Regions from separate parts of the Mus musculus genome. Here region 2 is linked to region 1. A link is a contact called in public HiChIP or PLAC-seq data. All regions are on one chromosome and are shown on one strand. Each heading gives the region's core, a stretch centred on a gene start, on an enhancer-like site or on the middle of the called end of the contact. The rest is flanking DNA. Distances are from core to core; before and after follow the strand shown. Region 1 overlaps Gm30799 (a long non-coding RNA gene). Region 2 has its middle 55 kb from the start of Sipa1l1.

Region 1 (3,080 bases), core at 334-2,833:
CCCAAAAGCCACACCTCCAGAACTAGTTTCACCCCCAGTTTTGCCTTAACCTTCATCCTTGCTAGTATTGAAGTGTTCGGTCTTACCAGCACTGAGCCATGTCAATACAGGCAGCATAAGATCTTTCTTCTTTTGATGAAGCTGTGATTTTTAAGAAGTTAGCAATTTATTTGATGGCTTATTTAGGTTAGGATATTGGAAACATCCCAGAAAATACTTAAAAGCAGGGCCAAAGAGAATGGAACTGGATTAGACCACAGCCATGTCTCCTTGCAGAGGGAGGTGGAAGGGGACAAATTCTTATCAGGGACTAAGTTGAAAGGGAAAATTCAAAAGGGGAAAAATGACAAGGGTGGGAGACGGGGCTCACAGAGAGGCTCAGCAGCTAAGAGAGCTTGCTGCTTTTCTAGAAGACCCAGGTTCAGTTCCTGGCACCCATGTCTGGTGGTTGATGACTGTATAAATCCCCAGCTCCAGTAGGATCAGATACCTCTACCTCTAAAGGCAACTTTACCCACACACACATTCTCCCTTTCTCTTCCCTCTCTCCCTCCCCCCCTTTCTCTCTCTCTCCTTCTCTCTCATGCACACACAGGTAGTTAAAAATAATGAAAAGAAATGTTCCTAATAAAGAAATGGAAAACAGAACAAAGACAGAGGTACAGAGGAAGAAAGGAAATGTCTACCAGCACCTGTCAAGCCCTCAGACAGCAAAGAGGTCCCAGCACTGCTTGATGCTTGACAAGTGTCCACTGAGCTAAGGCAGATGCTCTAGTCTGATGTTCAAACCTCTCCACAGGCTGTCTGAATCTCACCTGCCTGTCACTCTGGCCGTGACCCTCTGCAAGTCCCACTCCAGCCAAATTGTGTCACTTGATATTTGTCCTTGCTAGAGCATTGTGTGAAATGTCCTGGCTTGTCATCTTGTTTGGCCCTTGTAGAAAAAAATCCTATCAATCCTTCAAGACATTTCCTTCATCTTCCTCAAAGACTTCTCTGTCCTTCATAAGATACCAGGTTCTCTTTCTGTATAGAAAATTCTCCTTTGTGACTGTCTCCTGCAAGTCTACTTACTCATGTGTGCGTTTGTGTGTGTGTGTTCATCTCCTCTTACCCAACTGCAAATGTCATTAACCTTTCTGTTTCTCCCAACTTCTTAGAGCAGAGCCCAAAAGTGCAGGCAGTACACAAGGAGTTTATTGCACATGAGAGATGAGAAGCACTTAGTATGTTACATCAACTGTGAACTAATTTGTACATTACTGCAGTTAGTAGCTTCTTTCTTAAAAAGCAAAAGAAGAAAAAAAGAAAAATAATGTCTCACACTATTTTAAAACGTCTTTGAAGATAATCTTTGTCAAATAACTTAGCCTCCTTTTCTGCAGAATCATGGAGCAGCCCCGGCCAGGCTGCCTTGGGAGGCAGGTGCCATAGGTTTTTTCAGATTAGAACCCATGGTTCCTGGGGCACTGTGTGCCTTTCAGGTCCTGAGAAACCGAGGCACCCCCTTGGGCAGTGGGACATTCAGGCCACCTGCATCTCTCTGCATTCCCTAGAAGTCAGGAAGCACAGAAGCTTGGCAGCACAATAAGTCTTAGATGTTAATCTTGTGTACCTTGTATAGATTGCAAATGCCATTGTACCCTGGCAACACCCTTTGTGTCCCCCCCACCCCCACCCCTGCAACTGCCATTGTATTGAGTTTCTGATAAGGCTATAAAAGTCTGCCTGCTTGCTGTAAACTTGTCTCAGACCCCTCCAGCCCAACCTGGCTTTAATTTCTATCCACCATATCAGGAGAGCCTGGATCAGTAAGCAAGCGTTGGCACTTACACTTTTCCATCTATAAATCTCCACTTCTCCACTGAACTAAATCCTGGTCCCCACTAGTTCCTCCTCTGCCTCCCTTTGTCACTAACTCACCTCTAAACTGTCTGTCTGTCTCTTTCTCTCCTTCTCTCTCTCCTCTCTCTCTCTCCCTCCCTCCCTCCCTTTCCTCTCCTCCTACCCACCTACCTATTTATCTATCCATCCACCTACCACCCACCTACTCATCCATCTCTCTACTTACCTACTTACCAATCTAGATATCAGACCCAGGATCCCTCGTAGCCCAAGTTAGCCTCAAATTCTCTATATATCCAAAGATGACCTTGAATTCTTGATCTTCTCTCTTCTTCCTCCAGCCTATTGGGATTACAGTTTTAGGCTGTGCTGGAGGATGGGTCAAATGTACTAAGCAAACACTACCAACTGAGCCATATCCCCAGCTCTCAGTCATGCCTTTAATCTGGAACAGCAATGTACTAGGCTATTATCATCCAGGACTTGAGCCTGTGATAGCAGTCTAGGAGGTTCACAAGTCATGAACTTTAGGAGCCATCAGGTACTCAGGAATGATCACTGTGGTTAAGAACACCTGGCTGACCCTCCTCACACCTCAGCACAGCTTTGATACCATTTTCGAATCTAAGAAGGGAAAACCCAAGGTCTTTATGGAAGTTACCTGTTCCATCTATGTTTGTGGGCTCAGTATCAGCTTATAAGATAGCAAGAAAAACATATTGGTTATCAATATTTGGAAGAACCTATTTTTATAGATGAGAATGTGCACTTAACCTCAGGGTCTGCCCTTTGGGTTATATACTCAGTGAGATTTGACACATATCTGATACCTTGTATCTACCATTAGGACTTCACAGACTAGTCTTGTGCTCTGAGATCCTCTGTGCTCTGCCTATTCATCTTTCCCCCAGGATCCCTGGCAACCAATGGTCCCTTGAGTTCTTGATCTTCCTGCCTCTGCTTTCTGTCTGTGATGGTTTGAACGAGAATGGCCTCCATGGGTTAATATATTTGAATGCTTGATCTGAAGTTAGTGGAACTGTTTGGGAAGGACTGGGAAAGATGGCCTTTTTGAAAGGTGTATGTCATTGAGGGTGCCTCATGGTTGTTATCTCAGCAGGTAAGCTCTCAGCTTCTGCTCCAGCGCCATGCCTGCCAGCCTGCTGCTGTGATCCCAAATTTCCAGTTATGATGGTCATAAATTCTACTATCCTCTGGAACCAAGAGCCCAAAAT
Region 2 (3,080 bases), core at 342-2,841, 140 kb before region 1:
CTGGGCAATAATACATGACAGAGGTCACCGGGAAAGTTGGCTCTTTTCTGGAACTAAGAAAGCAACAGGAGGTCGCACCTAAACTGCCTGACTGGTCACATGGCTCATGAGGAAGTCTCACTTTGTAGACTTCAGATCTCAGACTCACAAATAAGCACCACACAGACCTGTGTATGCCAATCAAGATTCCAACAGATTCCCAACAATCTTGTGTTTCTACTTGTCCTGAACCTTGATCACCACACTAACAGGATTGCAATCAGAACTCTAGTTCACAAAACAATCATTTCCCGTGGGTAAATCTGAGCTTTGTTTTGGTTTTTATTTTCATTTATATTGAATCTTTAACTCCTTCTTAGCCCAGGCTGGCTTCAAACTCTCAGAGCTCTGCCTGCCTCTGCCTCCTGTGTAAACTCTGAGATTAAAGATGTGCTCCACCACTGCCTAGCTGCAATCACTCACCATTTCCTTATCAGCTCATTTTCATTGCATTTCTTTTTTCTAACCTCGACATGTAGACCAAATTGGGACTTGAACTTACAAAGATTCTCCTGCCTCTACCTCCCATGAACTGGGATTAAAAACTGCACTACCACCTGGCACGAATTTTAACTTTGGCTAGGTCTTTTTAAGATTTTTAAAACAAAAAGATACCTTATCAGTCTCAAAAACAGCAAAAGTTTCTCACCGCCTACAGAAAGAGGATCCAAATTCTTCAGTAGGGCTCGGCTCCAGCTGAACTTCTCAGCTATTTCCCCTGCCCTTCTCATGCCCTTCCCTGCAGACACGCTGAACCCACAGCAGTCCTGTGCTCCCTCGCTTAGGCCCTGTTCACAAAGTCCCCCATAACACTACCCTATAACTCCAAAGTTCATCTCTCCTGCTGTGCCTAATTCAAGGGCCACCTCTAGGCATTTCTTAGTGTCTCTGCTGAGTCACCACAGGGTAGGCCTCACATACTGAAATAGCATGAGACCAACTTTAGAGACCAACACCATACACAGCTCTACTCTACCATAATAGTTAGGCCTGAACAACACAGGGCAATATAATTAACTATATAAGACCTGGGGCTCCAGGCAACATTTAATGCCTTGAGCTCAAAAACTCTCAATGTTAACAAAAGGCTAGCCTTGCTTGGATGGCATGAGCTGGCTGGAGCAGATTCATCAGGAACCTCAGTTTTTTACCTGTGAAGAGCTACATCTATTTCATAGCAAGAGAACAAATGAGGGCAAAGACACACCTCTGTTACCCATAGTGCCATGGCTATCAACTGATTGTGAAAAGATAGGAGTCAAAATGATCTTGGGCTACCTTAGTCCACTGACAGTATTCCATTGTCTGCCCCTGTATCTGACCTAACATTCTTAAGACTATTAGGTAAACCCCTTTGGAATGCAATAACAGACCCCTAGCTTCCATCAACCTAAGAATGTCATTAGATAGCATCTGAGACCTGGAGCGGAGGCCCGCCTGCCTGTTACTTCCACCCACATAAATGAAAAGGGCCTTTCGGGCTAGTTCTTTGTTCTCTTACTACAAACACTGTGTTCAACTATTACCACATAGGAACACAGTGTCTGGGGTGACCTGAATCTGTGTCCCCGGGCCGCAGCCATTCTTATTTGGCCCAGAATAAACTGTCTCACTCCCTCTGGGGTAAAAGTTGTGTTTTTACACTAAAGAAGCCGCTGACGCACAGCATGTAGGGCTAATGAACACACTTCAGACCTCCCAGCTCCCAGCTCTTCTCTCTGATGCAAGTCTCAGGGACCAAAGTCCTTCTCTATGGTAACACCTCCTTGGAGGTCACCCTGCACAGCCCTGGTAGACATTCTGTAAGGTTCCCTGGCAAATAAAAGCCAGAGAAGTTAAAAAGTTCTGAGGCTAAGAAACAAGGGTCAACACTTGGTAAAATGTAGCTTATTTAGAAGATTCCATTCAAATACTAATGACTAATCTGCAAATGCCTATGAACAAACAGACTACTACACCCCCCATGGCTGTCAGCTCCTCTACTTGGCTTCTAGAATATCCCTTGTGAAGGTCACTTGGCCTTGCAGTTACCACCACTTCATTTGTCTTAGTTTGAGTTTTACTGCTGTGAACAGACACCATGACCAAGGCAACTCTTGTAAGGACAACATTTACTTGGGGCTGGCTTACAGGTTCAGAGGTTCAGTCCATTATCATCAAGACAGGAGCTCAGCAGCATCCAGGCAGGCCTGGTGCAGGAGGAGCTGAGAGTTCTACATCCTCATTCAAGGGAAGGCAGGGGCAAAATGTTCTCAGGCAGCCAGGAGGAGGGTCTCAAAGTCTACCCCCACAGTGACACACTTCCTTCAACAAGGCCGCACCTATTCCAACAGGGCCACACCTCCTAAAAGTGCCAAGTCCTGGGCCAAGCATATTCAAACCACATCATTAAAGCATCTCTATCACCATTTACAATATATTTGCCTTTAATTTTTTTCATGATCTTACACGGGCTACAAGAGCAGAGGCTCTAAGCAGGCCAGACCTGTGTGTGACTGCCCTTTCTTTCCAACCCTTCCTCAGACTCCCTTCCAGAGAACTGGAATTATCCACATCTCACGGCACCTCAGAATCATGTGGGTCCCTCTGTTAAGTGATTGTCACTACTAAGACCATACATGATTAAGGTTTGAACAGACCTAGATAGATGTTCTCATTCAGCCTGGAATTCAATGTCGGGTCAAAGTAAGGGGTTGGGGGTGGGGGCTTACCAAACATTTTCATTACTAGTAAACACAAAAATCAGAAATGACAGAACAGAGACCTGAAACTGGAAATGTACATGGCTCTTTTTGTCCCATCAAGTTCTGTAACTGACACCCAGAGTCACTCATATTCTCTCTTGAAGGGAAAATCGGTGTTTTACATTCATTTTTCCTGATTTGTCATAAAAATAACTTAGCTTATATTACATCAGTGAAATTACTCATCAATTTAATTAAATAAATAAAAGTTGGTAACTTTTTTCAAGACAGTGTTTGTTTCTCTATGTAGCCATGGCTATCCTAGAACTCTCTTTGTAGACCAGGCTAGCCTCAAAC

The links. HiChIP or PLAC-seq counts read pairs in DNA pulled down with a chosen protein or histone mark.
Region 2: a contact with region 1 is called in an H3K27ac HiChIP or PLAC-seq map of extraembryonic endoderm stem cells. The contact joins two enhancer-like sites. A contact is called at or near these places in 1 of 484 Hi-C or Micro-C datasets (nephron progenitors), 4 of 115 datasets of contacts at active chromatin or transcription factors (bone marrow-derived dendritic cells, bone marrow-derived macrophages, extraembryonic endoderm stem cells and 1 more) and 3 of 9 other capture datasets (adipose tissue, liver and pancreatic islet).

The regions. Positions count from the first base shown.
Region 1 is chr12:82,111,509-82,114,588 of GRCm38.p6, reverse strand. The region is part of intron 6 of Gm30799 (a long non-coding RNA gene); the gene reads right to left. Among named protein-coding and RNA genes, the nearest start is that of Gm30799, 43 kb to the right of the region's middle. Within about 2 kb of position 1,583, at least 4 of the 459 cell types and tissues checked have an H3K27ac peak or open chromatin away from gene starts, as enhancers often do. A contact at or near this core is called in extraembryonic endoderm stem cells, where this site is marked.
Region 2 is chr12:82,254,847-82,257,926 of GRCm38.p6, reverse strand. It overlaps a transcript of Sipa1l1 not described here. Among named protein-coding and RNA genes, the nearest start is that of Sipa1l1, 55 kb to the left of the region's middle. Within about 2 kb of position 1,591, at least 51 of the 459 cell types and tissues checked have an H3K27ac peak or open chromatin away from gene starts, as enhancers often do. A contact at or near this core is called in extraembryonic endoderm stem cells, where this site is marked.